Regions from separate parts of the Mus musculus genome. Here region 2 is linked to region 1. A link is a contact called in public ChIA-PET data. All regions are on one chromosome and are shown on one strand. The core of a region is the stretch at or near the end of the contact, and the rest is flanking DNA. Distances in the headings are between cores, read along the strand shown.

Evidence for each region. ChIA-PET counts read pairs in DNA pulled down with a chosen protein or histone mark.
Region 2: a contact with region 1 is called in an RNA polymerase II ChIA-PET map of memory CD8 T cells, with 75 read pairs. The contact joins two enhancer-like sites. A contact is called at or near these places in 3 of 484 Hi-C or Micro-C datasets (bone marrow-derived macrophages, embryonic fibroblasts and reprogramming fibroblasts), 10 of 115 datasets of contacts at active chromatin or transcription factors (the 230-238 cell line, the NIH/3T3 cell line, T-cell acute lymphoblastic leukemia and 5 more) and 1 of 9 other capture datasets (embryonic stem cells).

Annotation. Positions count from the first base shown.
Region 1 is chrX:101,159,991-101,167,654 of GRCm38.p6, reverse strand. It overlaps a transcript of Snx12 not described here. Among named protein-coding and RNA genes, the nearest start is that of Gm24061, 22 kb to the right of the region's middle. Within about 2 kb of position 3,959, at least 18 of the 459 cell types and tissues checked have an H3K27ac peak or open chromatin away from gene starts, as enhancers often do. A contact at or near this core is called in the 230-238 cell line, bone marrow-derived macrophages, memory CD8 T cells and 1 more, where this site is marked.
Region 2 is chrX:101,328,094-101,335,757 of GRCm38.p6, reverse strand. No RefSeq gene overlaps it. Among named protein-coding and RNA genes, the nearest start is that of Gm31385, 6.2 kb to the left of the region's middle. Within about 2 kb of position 3,072, at least 396 of the 459 cell types and tissues checked have an H3K27ac peak or open chromatin away from gene starts, as enhancers often do. A contact at or near this core is called in the 230-238 cell line, bone marrow-derived macrophages, memory CD8 T cells and 1 more, where this site is marked.

The DNA.
Region 1 (7,664 bases), core at 2,710-5,209:
AACTGAAAATACATTGCTATAAATAACAACAGGAATAGAATAAGAAGTTGATAGAGGATAAAATTGGATAGCCAAAGGTCTTTCTTTTCTTGCATCCGCTCTTATTTAGTGCATCCTGTGCACTTCTTTCATAGCATGAGTCCTTTCATGTGTACTTGCTCTTCCACTAGATTGTTGTCCTGTTTACCTTGGAGCTCCAGAATCTGGTCACTCCAAAGTACATAAGAGATGCAGTCTATATACAAAACTTAGGAAACAACAAAGGATAGAGAATCACAGGTTACTAACTTATACCATTTACATGTTGAAAAGGCAATATGCATTTAAAATAAAGCAAAGAATGTAAATTGTTCCTGTCATACTTTAAAATGCTATAACTACTGTATTTTGATGACAGAAACAAAAAAGAATTGGAAACAAATGATAATTTGTGTATTGTGTTCTCTTATTGAAGTGAAGATTACATTTTAAAGACATTAAGAAAGAAAAATATAAAGGCAATTAATAATATATTTATAAATTCCAGGCTGAAATAGGAAAATAAGACATTTCAGACTGACTTAGAGAATAATTTAACTTAATTTTGTTCCTATTGTTTACTCATTGAAATGATAAACTACTTTAGAGACTTAGAGAAAAGAATTAAAAATAGTAAGATAATTTATTTTATTATTTCTATTTTTAGTGATAAGCTGTATTTCAATTTAGAAGGAAAAACATTAAAATAACTAATGCATAATTTATATGCAGTATTTCCTTGATAACACATAACATTTCACTGACTTAAAAAAAAGAATGCAAGATTAGTAATTTATTCCTTTTTTCATATTGCTTATATTTTAAAGTTATGTGGAACATTTCAAGGACCTTTTAAAATGTTAAAGTAACTATTTATATTGCTTCCATGTTAAAATTACATTATTTTGGGCACTTTCTGTTAAATAAAATATGTTGTCAAAATGTTTCAGTGACTGGGGAGATGGCTTAGTGGGTAAAGTTCTTACAGTGCAAGCATGAAAACTTGAGTTGGCTCTCCAGAACCCCTGTCAAAATGTTATTTGCTAACCAATAAAGCTGAATTAGCGAGTTCCAGGTTCAGTGAGATACCCTCTGCAAACACAGCTCAAAAACACGTAAAAAAGATTATTCATGGGTTAGGCATAGTGATGCACACTGTTAATCCCAACACTTGGGAGGCAGAGGTAGTCGGACCTCTGAGTTTAAGGCCAGCCTGGTCTACAGAGTTCGTTCCAGGACAGCCAGGGCTATGTAGTAAGACCTTATCTCCAACAACAAACTCCCCCCAAAACATTCACCATGATCAAGTTGGTTTTATTCCAGAGATGTAGGTATTGTCCAATATATGTAAGTGTTATAAATTTCATAAGTTAACTCAAGAACAGAAATCACATTGTCACCTTGATAGACCTAGAAAAGGCTTTTTTGACAAAATCTAACATCTCTGCATGTTAAAAATTCCCAAGAAGCTCCGAATAAAAAAATAAAAGAATCTTAACATAATAAAGGCTATGTATGTGATAAACATAGCCAACATCATAATAAATGGAAAAAACTGAAAGCATTCCTACTAAGATCAGGAAAAAGGCAGAGAGTCTACTCTTTCTACATCTATTCAATATGGTGCTGGAAATATTTGCTAGAGCAATAAGATGATAAGCAAACAAAAGGGATACAAATAGGAATGAAGGAAGCGAAAATAACTCTATTTACTTAAGAGCCCCTAAAGACTCCACCAGAAAACTCTTGGGACTGATAAAACACTCTCAGCAAAGTGGGAGGATACAAAGTTAATGTATAAAATTAGCATCTTTCCTATGTGTCAATGACAGGCATACTGAGAAAGAAATAATAGAAACAATTCCATTCTCAATAGCATAAAAATACTTTGGACTAAGCCTAACCAGGGATGTGAAAGGTATCTCCAATGGAAAGGCCTCTTGTGCTCATGGATCTGAAGAATTAAGATTGCAAAATTGGCCATCCTGACAAAACCAACATACAGATTCAGTGCAACCCCAGTCCCAATCCCAGTGATATTCTCCACAGAAATTAAAATTGTTAAAATTCATATGAAGCATAAAAGACCCCAGATAACTGGGGCAATCCTGAGCAAAAAGAATACAGCTGGAGCTATCACTGTACCTCATTTCAAGTTATTCTACAAGGCTATAGTAAAAAAGCATTATGGTACTGGCACAAAAGCATCCATATAGATCAACTAAATGAATTACCGGATCCAGATACAAGGCCACATAATTACAGCCACCAGATCTTGGAGAAAAGAGAACATTTGCAGCAAACAAGTGTGGGAAAACTGGATATTTGCATGTAGAAGCATGAGATGACTCCATGGCTCCTACACTCACACGTGCACATACCTACCTACAGTCAAAGGTGTGCACACATACGCCAAAACAATAGAAATAAGTATTTTTCTCTAAAAAGACTCCAACAGAAATTGTCAATCAAGTGTAGAGACAACCTACAGAATGGGAAAAATATTTTCTTTTCTTTTCTTTTTTTTTTTTTTTTTTTTTTGGTTTTTCGAGACAGGCTTTCTCTGTGTAGACCCGGCTGACCTGGAACTCACTTTGTAGACCAGGCTGGCCTTGAACTCAGAAACCCGCCCGCCTCTGAAAAATATTTTCTAATTATATATCCGAGAGGATTAGTATCTAAACAAAGAACTCAAGAAAACTAAACATCAAGAAAACAAACAAGACTGACATGGTGGCTTATGTCTTTAATCCCCGCACTTGGGAGGCAGAAGCAGGTGGTTTTCTTTGAGTTTGAGGCCAGCCTGGTCTACAGAGTGAGTTCCAGGACAGCCAGGGCTGCACAGTGAGACCCTGTCTCAAGGAAGGAAAGATGGAAGGAAGGAAGGAAGAAAACAACCCATTCAAAAAAGGAGTTATGCAATGGAAAGAGAGTTCTCAGAAGAAATACGAGTCAGTAATAAAAACTTTTAAAAGTGCTCAACATCATTAGTCATCAGGGAAGGGCAAATTAAAAGTGCTTTGGGTTTTCATTTCACCCCAGTCAAAATGGCTATCATCAAACAAAACAACAACAAAACAAAACTAGAAAACAACAAATACTGGCAAGGATTCAGGGAAAGGAGGAGCCTTAATATACCATTGGTGGGAGTGTAAACTAGTGTAGCCATTATGGAAATCAGTATGAACTGTTCTCAAAAAGGTACAAATAGAATTACCATATGACTGGGCTATACCTGGGCACACACCCAAAGGACTTTATGTCTTATAACAGGGATACTTGCACATTCATATTCATTGTTGCTCTATCTACTCATAATAGCTAGGGGATGGAATCAGCTTAAATGCCTATCTACTGATATATAATGAAACATGGTACATTTACACAACGGGAATTTATTCAGCTGTAAAGCAAAATGAAATTTGTAGGAAAATGGATGGAACTAGAAAAATCACCTTGAGTGGGGTAACCCAGGCCTAGCATTACAAATGGTACGTGTTCTTTCTCATATGTGAGTCCTAGCCTCACATTTTTATATTTATGTATTTAATTTGAATGTCTATAGAGGTCAGAAAACTGGAAAATGATGGGAAGAAGCCTCACTTGGGGGAGAGGATAGTAGAGCATGTGATATTAAAGTAAAGGAGGAGACTACTTGGGGCTCAAGGGTTAAAAAAGGATGAGGGTGGAGCATAGCGGATGGGAGTGGAGGAAGGAAGGAAGTAGGCATGTATGAAAAAGCCGCATGCAAACTTCTTTTTCTAATTTCAACTTCATTGTACTTTTTTCTTTTGTTGTGGTGAATAAGTGAATGAAAATGAATAAGAAATGTGTAAAACCCTAAGTGATATTCCATTTGCTTTATGAATGGCATTTCTAACTGTATTTCCACTGTGATTTATAGAATTTAGGATCGGTTAAGTGTTTGAGTGGTTTCACTTTAGCTGTGTGATGTGTTTGTTTGTAAGCTAATTAGAATAAAGTGATTTTATTTATTAAAAAAGAAACCTAGTGCTTTGTATTAATTAAAAATATAAATTACGGAGCTAGAGAGATGATTCAGTGATTAAGAGCATTTGCTGTTTTTCCAGAGAACCCTAGTTCAGTTTCCAGCAGCCACGGCAGGTAGCTCTAGCTCTGGGGAATTCAGTGCTTCCGGCCTGTGTGGGCACCTAGATTCACACACACACACACACACACACACACACACACACACACACAGAGAGAGAGAGTGCAAAGGCATGCATGCTTGCAAGACACTCACATACATACAAAATAATAATGTATACTTTATAGTTTAAAAGTTTGAATGAAGGTACCCTCTATTCAATGTTCCCCACAGAAAACATGGGTTATTAAATGAAAATTTCAGTGCCAGTGGGATACCTCCATATGAGTTATTGGTCAGATAGGCCTCAGAGGCCACCAACAGAACACAGGTCCGGGGAACAGAGGGAGCTCTGAGTGAGTAAACTCCTGAGTAAATGTGTATTGACAATGGGCTTGCCCACGTAAAGGATCCCAATGCTTTTGACCTATAGGAATTGTAAAGTCTTTCTTGAAGTAGGCTCAGGGAAATGGATGTCCTTGTCTGAGCACAAATATTGACAGTGGGTGCAGAAAATGTCCAAGTGTAGTGCCTCCTCCCCATGTTGCTTCTACCAAGATTAGCTAAACCTGCCTCCTTGCTTCAACAGTATGCAATAACTCTGCTTCCCTGTTCAGCTATGTATGTTCAACACGCTGCTGTCAAAGGCAGGGGGTACTGCAGCTTCTCCATCACAGAGCACACTTCGCCCCTCTCAGCTTTTCTGTGTCTGTCCTTTCTTCATTCCTTTGCTGCCCTAGTTAGGTCAATCCCTGGAGAGGAGCATGATGTGGCAAACAGGCTGTTGGCATTGCTCTTCATTGCTCACCATAGCCAGATGGTAAGAGTCTCTCTCGCTGAAGACACACTTCCCTTGCAGGACATGGAGAAATCAACTTGAACTGACCTGGAACCTTCCTTCCTGCTGGCAAACTTTCAGAGTGCTGGGGGTTTCTCTGCAGACTCTGAGGGGAGAAAAGTCATTGTAAGGCTAGATTTGTGTCAACATGACACAAGCTGTAGTCCTCCGAGAGGAGGGATCCTCAATTGAGAAAATGCTGCTATAAGAGCAGGTTGTATGCAAGCCTATAGAGCATTTTCTTAATTAGTAATTGATGTTGGAGGGCCCAGCCCATTGTGTGTGTTTCCATCTATAGGCTGGTGGTTCTGGGTTCTGTAAGAAAGCAGGCTGATCAAGTCATTATGAGCAAGCCAGTAAACAGCATCCCTCCATGGTCTCTGCATCAGCTCCTGCCTCCAGGTTTCTGCCCTGCTTGAATTCCTGTCCTGACTTCTTTTTTTTTTTTTTTTTTTTTCCTTTTTTTCGGTTTTTCGAGACAGGGTTTCTCTGTATAGCCCTGCCTGTCCTGGAACTCACTTTGTAGACCAGGCTGGCCTCAAACTCAGAAATCCACCTGCCTCTGCCTCCCAAGTGCTGGGATTAAAGGCGTGCGCCACCACTGCCTGGCTCCAAGGCAAGTCTTATTTAAAAACAACAAAACAAAACAAAACAAAACAAAAAACCCATTTAATTTGGACTTGCTTATAGTTTCAGAGATTTAGTCCATTATCAGCATGGTGGCACATAGGCAGACATAGTGCTGGAGAAGGAGCTGAGAGTTCTACAAACAGATCCACAGGAACAGAGAAGAAAGCCACTAAGTCTGGCTTGGGTTTTGAAGCTTCAAGGCCCATCCCCATTGACACACTTCCTCCAAGGCCACACCTCCTAATACTTTTTAAATAGTGACATTCTTTAGTGAGAAAGCATTCAAATATATAAACCTATGGGTGCATTTTTATTCAAACCATAGATTTAATGCTGTTCTCAACAACACTAAAGAGAAGCTTCAGTGGGCGATGGTCAGTGCAGAGACTCATAAATAGTCAAAGTGTTGTGACAAGTGACAGTTGAGTGCTCAACCCTCCAAGACTCAAGGAACATCACAGAAGAGAGGTGTCTTAGGGTTTTGCTGCTGTGAACAGACACCATGACCAAGGTAACTCTTATAAATGACATTTCATTGGGGCTGGCTTACAGGTTCAGAAGTTCAGTCCATTATCATCAAGGTAGGAGCATGGCAGCATCCAGGCAGGCATGGTGCAGGCGGAGCTGAGAGTTCTATGTCTTCATCTGAAGGCTGCTAGTGGAAGACTGACTTCCAGGCAGCTAGGATGAGGGTCTTAAGCTCATGATCACAGTGACACACCTACTCCAACAAGGCCATACCTTCTAATACTGCTACTCCGTGGGCCAAGCATATACAGACTATCACAGTTATATTCAGCCAATCATTTCTTCCCTGCATTAGTATTGTAGCTTACCTTTCCTCTGTCTGCCTGTGCAGTTCTACAATCTTATGTTTTTCCACAGTGGATATAATGATCTTTTCAGAAGGGTAAGAACCAATGCCTGTGATTATGATGGGATAAGTAACAAGGACTGAATTACCCTTTGTCTTTAATTATAAACCTGGACAAAATATGTGAAACCATAATTCAGAGCAGGGGAGCCTGGCTAACACCTAGCATTCTTGATTTGGGAGACAGGTTTCAGAATTTATTCAGGTAAGTCTGATGGCTAGGATTTGTAGGGTATACAGTAAAGCAGGGGAAATCAAGTGTGCCTTCCTGAGAGCTACAGTATGCAGCAGGGAGTGCCTCAGCACATGAAGTGCTAACCTGACACCAGGGAAGGAACCATCAGAAAGGAGCAGATCTGAGAGTGCAAAGCACTGGAAGTTGATTTGAGTACTTAGAAGGGTATTATTTCAAGAGTGGGGACGTGTTTGCTCTAGGCCAAAGGTTCCTCTGGGCTTGTTTAATAAAACTTAAAAGCAAGTCTCAAAGAAACTATCTCTAAGGAACCTAACTGCATCTCAGAACCAACCTCAAATATGTTTAAAGGAATAATAAAGAAAAAAAATCAGCACCCAAAACCACAAAATTCACTGACATCCAGTAACAAATTATTAGGTATGCAAAGCAAGGGAATGTTTTCCATAATTATAAGCAAAGTCAATTAATAGATTACCCAGGAAGAAAATGCATGATGGAATCAGCCAACCATGACATGGAGCTAGTTATGAATGTGTTCCATATGTTAATGAAGTACAGGAAAATGTGATCATGAGATCATACTTAGGAGAGACATTGGAGGATGTAGCAGATAAATAATTATAAGTCAAAATTCTAAAAGGGCCATGGTAGTACACACCTGTAGAAGCAGAAGAATCAATAGTTTAGGGCTAACCTTGGTCACATAATGAATTCAAGGTCACTGTGGGCTACAAAAACCCTGTCTCAAAATACCAAAACAATCACAAGGCAACTTGTAGAGACAGTGAATCCAGTCGCCGAGAAAAGTGATATACTTGGTGGGAGTAACAGATTAGATGCTAGTAAAATAAAGATGAACAACCTGAAGGCAAAGGCTTCTCAGGTAAAGGCACTTAATGCTCAACCCTGGAACCCAGGTTAGGTATACAGAGAGAAAGTCTACAAACTTGTCCTCTAACCTCCATGTTTGTTGCTATGGCACATGCCTTCTTTTCCCTAC
Region 2 (7,664 bases), core at 1,823-4,322, 170 kb before region 1:
AATTTCTATCATTTTTTATTGATTTCTTCCCATTGGATTATCCAAAACGTTGTAAATTGAATCAGCATAAGGCAAGGCTTTTTCCTTAAGGCACATAACACAGTACCTGGCACATAAAACATATCCTGTGACTACAATTTCTACATTTCCAGTATTGAAGACAGGATTGCCGTTCATCCAATGTGTGTTAGAAAGGTGGAGGAGAAGAAATAACAATTCCTGCTGTCCCACTTGCACCTTAGGTTGCAAACCCTTAAGGTCACTTTGTTGGCCTACTTTTTCTTTTCATTTTGCTCTTAAAAAAAAAATTATGGAGCCGGGTGTGGTGGCACACGCCTTTAATCCTAGCACTCGGGAGGCAGAGGCAGGTGGATTTCTGAGTTCAAGGCCAGCCTGGTCTACAAAGTGAGTTCCAGGACAGCCAGGGCTATACAGAGAAGAAACCCTGTCTCGAAAAACCATAAATAAATAAATAAATAAATATTATGGGCTGGAGAGATGGCTAAGCAGTTAAGAGCCCTGTCTGCTCTTCCAGAGTTCCTGAGTTCAATTCTCAGCAACCACATGGAGGCTCACAACCATCTGTAATGGGGTCCGATGCCCTCTCTGGCACGCATGTTTACATGCAGGTAGAGCACTCATATACATTAAATACACTAATTAAACATTTAAAAATTAAGATTTATTCATGTGTGTGAGTGTTTTGTTCACAGGTACATCTGGGCAGCAGGAGCACTCCAGGTGCCCTCCTAATTCGGAAGGTGCTGGAGCTCCTGAGGCTCGAGATTTGGAGGACCGTGTGGGTGCTGACAACTGAATCCAAGTCCTCTGTAAAAACAAGTGCTGTTAATTGATGATCTTTTCACCACCATCCCCTTTAAAATTTTTGTGTGAATTGGTGTTTTGCTTGCATGTATGCCTGTGTACCATGTGCATGCAGTACCTGAAGAGGCCAGAAGAGGGCATCAGAGAAATCCACCTGCCTCTGCCTCCCAAGTGCTGGGATTAAAGGCGTGCGCCACCATGCCTGGCAAGATTGTGCTTTTAATTAACAACCCACCTTCCAGCTTCTGTTGGGCTATTTCTTAAATATCACATCTTGGAAAACAAGTAGGCTCAGTATCTAAAGGCACTTTTCACCAAGCCTGACAACTTTCGTTCTTTCCCTTAGAGACTCATGGTAAAAGGAAAGAACTCGAACTCTCTAAAGGTGTCCTCTGACCTCCACATCTGTGCAATGGCATGCATGCACGCACACACACACACATACACACACGCATGCATGTGAGCATACACACAAATTAGTAAATATTTAAAACAAATGCAACATCCTCTAGGAATTCTTACAGTTGAAAGCCAATGGCCTTGCAGTTCCCAATCTGCCTAGAAACATCTAAGACTGACAAGTACCACAATCATTATACTTACTGTGATTACCGCCCCTCCCCACTAGCGCTACTCCCAGATATGTGGACAGTATAAAACATTGTGACTGCCTGTTTTTCACACTTGCCTGCTCCCCATTCTCTTATCCATCATGTGTTAACCTTCTACATCTTCAGTGTCACTCAGCCCTGGTTGTCTTTGACCATCAGAGCAGGTACCGTGGGTAAATTAACAAAGGCAAGGCAGTGAGTGGAGAAACGCTTTATAATAAAGAGGAGAAACTGGAAGCAGTTGATAGCATTAGGCAAGGGTACACGTCTCCTAGTAGAATATTCCAGTTGCCAGGGGGATTATACCACAGCCCAGCATCCCGGCAGAGGATCACACAGCCTATCAGCGCAATGGGAAAAGTCTAAATTTCCACCATTCGTGTGCTGATTCTTGAAATGGTCAAAATCGGAAACAAAAGCCAAGGAGGATTTGTGTCTGCACTGACCCTTTACCCCAGCATGGGCAAAACACATGTTGCCTCTTTCCTGTTCCTTGGCTATTCCATGCAGAAGGTAGAGGGTCGAGCCTGGACAATGCAAATGAACGGTGGGTGGGATTCAGCCAGGGGACCTCTACAGGGAGAACTAGAGATGGAAGATAAAAACTCAGCCCCCTCCTAACCACCACACCTCAGTGTATGTGGTTCGGAAATCTCCATTCTTTGATGCAATACTCAGGCTTATGGGTGTTTACTGCACACAGAGCCTATGAAACCCTAGGCTACACTGCTACTTTCAGGCAGCTTTACCTGTGGGATAAGAAACTTGGCGGAGAAGTGATGTCTGAGCATGAAGAAGCAAAACGAGACTACAGGAAGCAGCCTAAAGGAGACAAGTGTAGCCAGCTCCCTTTACACAGCTTCTGGCTTCATTTAACCCAGTCGGGGAAAACATGCTGTAAGGGCACGCAGGAGCATGGATGACATAGGGCCCCTGGCTCAGGTAGACATCCATCCTTTCATCTGAATCCAGCAGCTTCTTCGCTCTGCCTGGGCTCTCTGTTTTCTCCATTATCTACCGAAGGCTGGATTCCTCTTTAGGATTACAATCTTTGTTAAGGTTGTCCTATATGATTGACACGTATGTCCCCAGAGACCTACAGAATGATCCGAAAGCCTCCACCTAACTCCACCTTTCCAGGCTCCTCCCTCAGAGTGGCTGGCAGCTGGAGCAAAGGCAGCCCCCTGTGATCTGGGGCTGAAGTGGAAGCCGAGGCAGTCCCCCTCCCAATCATTTTTCCTTCCCCGGCCTCCAACAAGTAAGACAGAAACCTCAAAGGACAGTGAGGGGTTAAGCTCCTTATATGGAAATGAGACTCCTTCCTGTGCGGAAATAAGTGTTTTAGCTTCAAGTACACACACACACACACACACACATAGGCACACACACACACATAGGCACACACACACACACACACACATACAGGCACACGCACACACACACGCACGCGCGCACGCTGGCGGCGGCGGCGGGGGGCGGGGCGGAGAAGGGGGGCGCGCGGGCGCGCGCGCGCCTTCAGATAAAATTCCCGAAGCTCCTTCTCTTTGGCGGGGGCGGAGGGTGGCGGGCAGCAGGGGCGGGGCCGGGAAAGGCCACTTTGCGCAGCGCAGACAGAGGGATGAGTCATCAAAAAGACTCGGGGAAAGGAAGCGGAACTAGTCATCAGAGCCGGGAAAAGAGGTAGCCAGTCATTAGACAGGGATGGTGTCAATCATACTTTCTCCACCAATGATCTGAGAGTCTCTCAGGCCTCGCAGACCGGAAAAGGGGTCTTGGGAGGCGGTCTAAAGCTGCTGAGATCCGAAAAGCTTGGGCGCTGGCGGCGGCCAAGGCTACGGACGCGCGCAGGGCCCCCTGGCAGGAAGATGGCGTTTGCCGTCAAGGTCACATGGCCACTTTTGAGCACTAAAACGAAAGACTAGCTAAGAAAGAGTAGGGACGGCCATCATGGGGCCGGATTTTCAGAAAGCTGTCAGGATTCCAAGTTGTTTTTTTTCCAGTTCGCAAGCACATTTGTCTTAGTTATCAGCCATATTCTAAACACATCGTACAGCTCTGGGAAAGGGCGGGGTCTTCCCTGGGCTTTTTTCCCCCTCTGCAAGCCTGAAAAGGGGTGGACGAAGCCTGGGCTAGAGTGGTTGGAGGAACTACAGGAGGGCAGCACTTGACAAAATAAAAGCACCCACCCGGGTCTTGACAGGCTTGGGAGACCAGGAAGGGAGGCCGATTCTGCCCACCACCTTTTTTTTTTTGGTTTTTCGAGACAATGTTTCTCCGTGTAGCCCTGGCTGTCCTGGAACTCACTCTGTAGACCAGGCTGGCCTCGAACTCAGAAATTCTCCTGCCTCTGCCTCCCAAGTGCTGGGATCAAAGGCGTGCGCCACCACACCCTGCTCACTGCCCACCACTCTTAATCCCTAAAGGTCCATGCCAGGCTTAGCTCCAGGTAGTGAGTGAGGTCCAATGCCTGAGCCCTCTCTAGTTTGGAAAAGTTGATTTGATTAAGTTCCTTGAATAGGTTCAATGTAAATTCAGGATCAGAAATCTTAAAACTTTACAATTTACAAGATAAAATATGTCAATCTGTGTAAAATGTGTTGTTGTTTATGAGGTGACCCACAAACATTACTTGGGAAGTTTTCTTGTTCCCTTGCCAAGCTTGGTAGCCCATACCTTTAATCTCGGCACTCAGGAAGCTGAGGCAGGAGGATCTTGGTGAGTTTGAGGCTAGTCTGGTCCACATATTTCCAGGAAACCCTGGGCAATATGGAGATACCCTATCTCAAAAGGGAAGGGGGGGTCTTTTTGAGCTGCGCCTGCGTACGCCTTTAATCCCAGTACTGAGGGGTGGGGGCAGAAGCAGGTGGATCTCTTGAGTTCCAAGCCAGCATGGTCTACAGAGGGTTCTAGGACAGCTAGGGCTACACAGAGAAAGCCTGTCTTGAAAAACCAAAAGAAACATTTTTTGAGACATGGTTTTCTTTATTGCACAGCTCTCAATGTCCTGGAATTCACTTTGTAAACCAGGTTGGCCTCTCACAGAGAGCAGCCTGTCTCAGCCTCCTGAGTGATGGGATTTAAGGTATGTGCCACCACACCAGGCTTGAAAAGTATCTTAACTGAAAGATAAAAAGGGACTTGTCCACATCTTGGCGAGTATGGTTAAAGGGCCTTTACTCATGGACCCCCGTTTTGTGGGAACCAGGGAAGAGTTGGAGCCTATGCAAATAAAAAAGCAGCTTTCTAGGAATCAAAACACCGTAAAGATGGCTCTCTCTCTCTCTCTTTTTTGTTCTTTCTGCTATTTTCATTTCCCTCTGCAATTATGTACCCTCTCCATCAATAATCTCATCAATATCTGCAGTCCTTAACCTGTGGGTCTTGACCCCTTTGTGGGATCAAACAGCCATTTCACAGAGGTTGCCTAAGACCATCAGAAAACGCAGATATTTACATTACAATTCAGTAGCAAAATTACAGCTATGAAATAGTAACAAAAATAAGTCTGTGGTTGAGGGTCACCATAATATGAGGAACTGCATTAAAGAGTTGCAGCTTTTGGAAGGTTGAGAACTGCCTTCTTTAGTTTAGAGTATAAACTGAGAGCTGTTCCAGAATTTATAAACAAACAGAAGAGCCTTCAAGTCTAAGCCTGGGATGGGTTATGACAGAAACAAGGTTGAAGAATCCCTAGGATTGGAGACTGTGGTGGAAAGAGTACCATCTTCCTTAACTCAGTCTTGCAATGCTCAACTCGGTCATTGCCATTCAAGCTATTACTCCTGTGTGTTCTCTATTATCACACTGTGAGGATTCACCAGAACAGTCAGTGGCTTTTGTTTTAAATTTGAGACAGGATCTTTCTTTGTTATCCAAGCTGGTCTTGAGTTTGTGATCTTCCTGCCTCAGCCTCTTGGGTATCCGGGACTGCAGTTGGGCTCTAATTTCTCCAGGTTTAGTTTCACAACACATTGTGGAATGGACTTTTCTGGAACATCTGCTTATCTCTCAGCCTTTTAGTGGGGCTACAGGAATCCTAAGTATAACTCTAGGCCATTTAGGAGGAAAACATCACTTAAGCCTGAGTTCATGGAAAAGCAGACTCTTTTGCTCACTGTAAAGGTTACGGGCAATTTCCTGGGTCTGGCTTAGAGATTTACAGACACTCAAGTCATCATATGAGAGAGTGCATAAGTGGAGAGTTTGAAGAGGGTGTGGCAAACCCAATCCTGTAGTGCTCCAGAAAAAGATACATTCCCAGAGGCACTCTGGAGAAATGGAAATCCTGACAACATAGAAAAGAGCATCTGCGACACTCAAAGCAGTACTTGCCCTCGCTCTTTCTTTTGCTTTCCACATATCCCAAACAGCATCTGTCTTGGCGACCCATTAGGGAACAAAGCTAGGCTGAGTGCTGGAAAGGCAGGAAAGGGGCCTGCTCTATCCTATCTTGGACACCAGGTGGCAGTAGATCCCAACAGTAGTTCTGAAAAAGCCATTTGGAAAATGGACCTTGAGAGCCCTTGAACTATTTTCCTACGCCTTGCTCCCTACATGGAACTGGAGAATAAGAAGCCTTTTCAGGTGTGATGGACAATCATCCTTCAGGGAGCCACTTCCAGCTGAAGCTTCATCTCTCACCCATCTCTGTGTCCAACTGTTGGAACGCTGATCAGGCTCCCTGAAATACAGTCATAGTCCCTGCTCCTTCCAGAAACGTGTTTCTCAGCTGCAGATAAAGAAGGCTTGGAGAACCAGGCAGCATACACGAGCTGCTCTGAGGCCCCTGACACATATACAGCTGAGAACTGCCTGGTTTGGCCTCAGTCAGAAAGGATGTGACTAACCCTTGAGAGACTTGAGGCCCCAGGGAGTGGAGAGGCCTGGAGGGGCGGGCGGGTGGGGGTGGGGGTGGGGGTGCTGGGGAGGGGACGACATTCTCTTAGAGGGGTGGGGGAGATGGGACGAGGAACTGTGGGAGGGCAGACAGGGAGTCCGGTAACAATTGGAGTGTGAAAAAATTAAAAATAAATAAAATTTAAAAGGCAGTTATTTCTCATTCAAAGTCAAAGCAGATTTATTTTTTAAGCAAAAAGAAGGAGGGTGGAGATTGTAGCTCAACAGTTAGGAGCATTGAGTGCTCTTCCAGAAGACCTGGGCTCCATTCCCAACAACCACATGGTCTGTAACTCCAGTTCCACCACACAGGAAAGTGATGTACACATATGGAGACACAAATAAAATAGTAATTAAAAATATTTCTTAAAAAGAACAAAGGTGTTCTTTTAGTTGTGTTTATAGATGCCTTCACCCCCTAGAAGAGTGTTTTTTTTTTCCTTCAAGGAAGTCAGTCAGAGAAACTCACACATGAGAACTAGGTTCTCAAACTAGCTTCTGCTCAGATTCTGCCTTCCCATCTAGTGAAATGCAGAAGGCTCGCATCGTGGGCATGCTGAGAGCGGCACAGTCTAAAATCACTGGGATGTGACTGACCCACTCCACTGCCCCTTCCTGTCAGGCATAACTGCTCCCAGCGCTGTGGTCACATTTCTGACTCCTACAGTTCTATGCCTGGAACCATTTTTTTTTGGGGGGGTGGGCTGTCCCTGAGTCTAATGGACTCTCCACACATTTTTTTTGGGGGGGGAGGGGTTCTTTCTTGTTTTGATTTTTGTTTGTTCTAAGACATGTAGCCCAGACTGGGCTTGAACTCAGGATTCTCCAGTCTTTACTTCCTGAGCTCTGGGATTACAGGTATGTGTCACAACACCTAGGTGGACCCTCCCTCCCTGTTCTTAGTGACTGTGACACGAATGCCCTGTGTCTTGTTCTTGTACTTTATGATTTCATGAGTGAATCTGCTCGACAAAATCATGCATGAGCAAGGGCAAGGACCAGGTCTTTTTTTTTTTTTTTTTAATATGAAAACAGTTGGGCCCTGGTATCCTCAGAATCAGCAGAACAAAGTGTTATATTTGCATAGTGCTTACACTTTACCAAGCACATCCACATACATTCTCATTTAAGTCTCATGACAGCCCTGTGAGGTAGGTCTTATCTTCTCTAGTTTACAGATGAGCAAACAGACAGGTTAAGCAACTTGTCCAGGGTTAGACAACTGGGAGGAGGCAGAGGTGGAACTGAAGGCAGGTTTTCTAACCCCCTTTCTAGTTCTTCCAACTGTCTGTCTACATTCTTGTCTGGAAACTCCTTCCTAGAGTCTGAAAC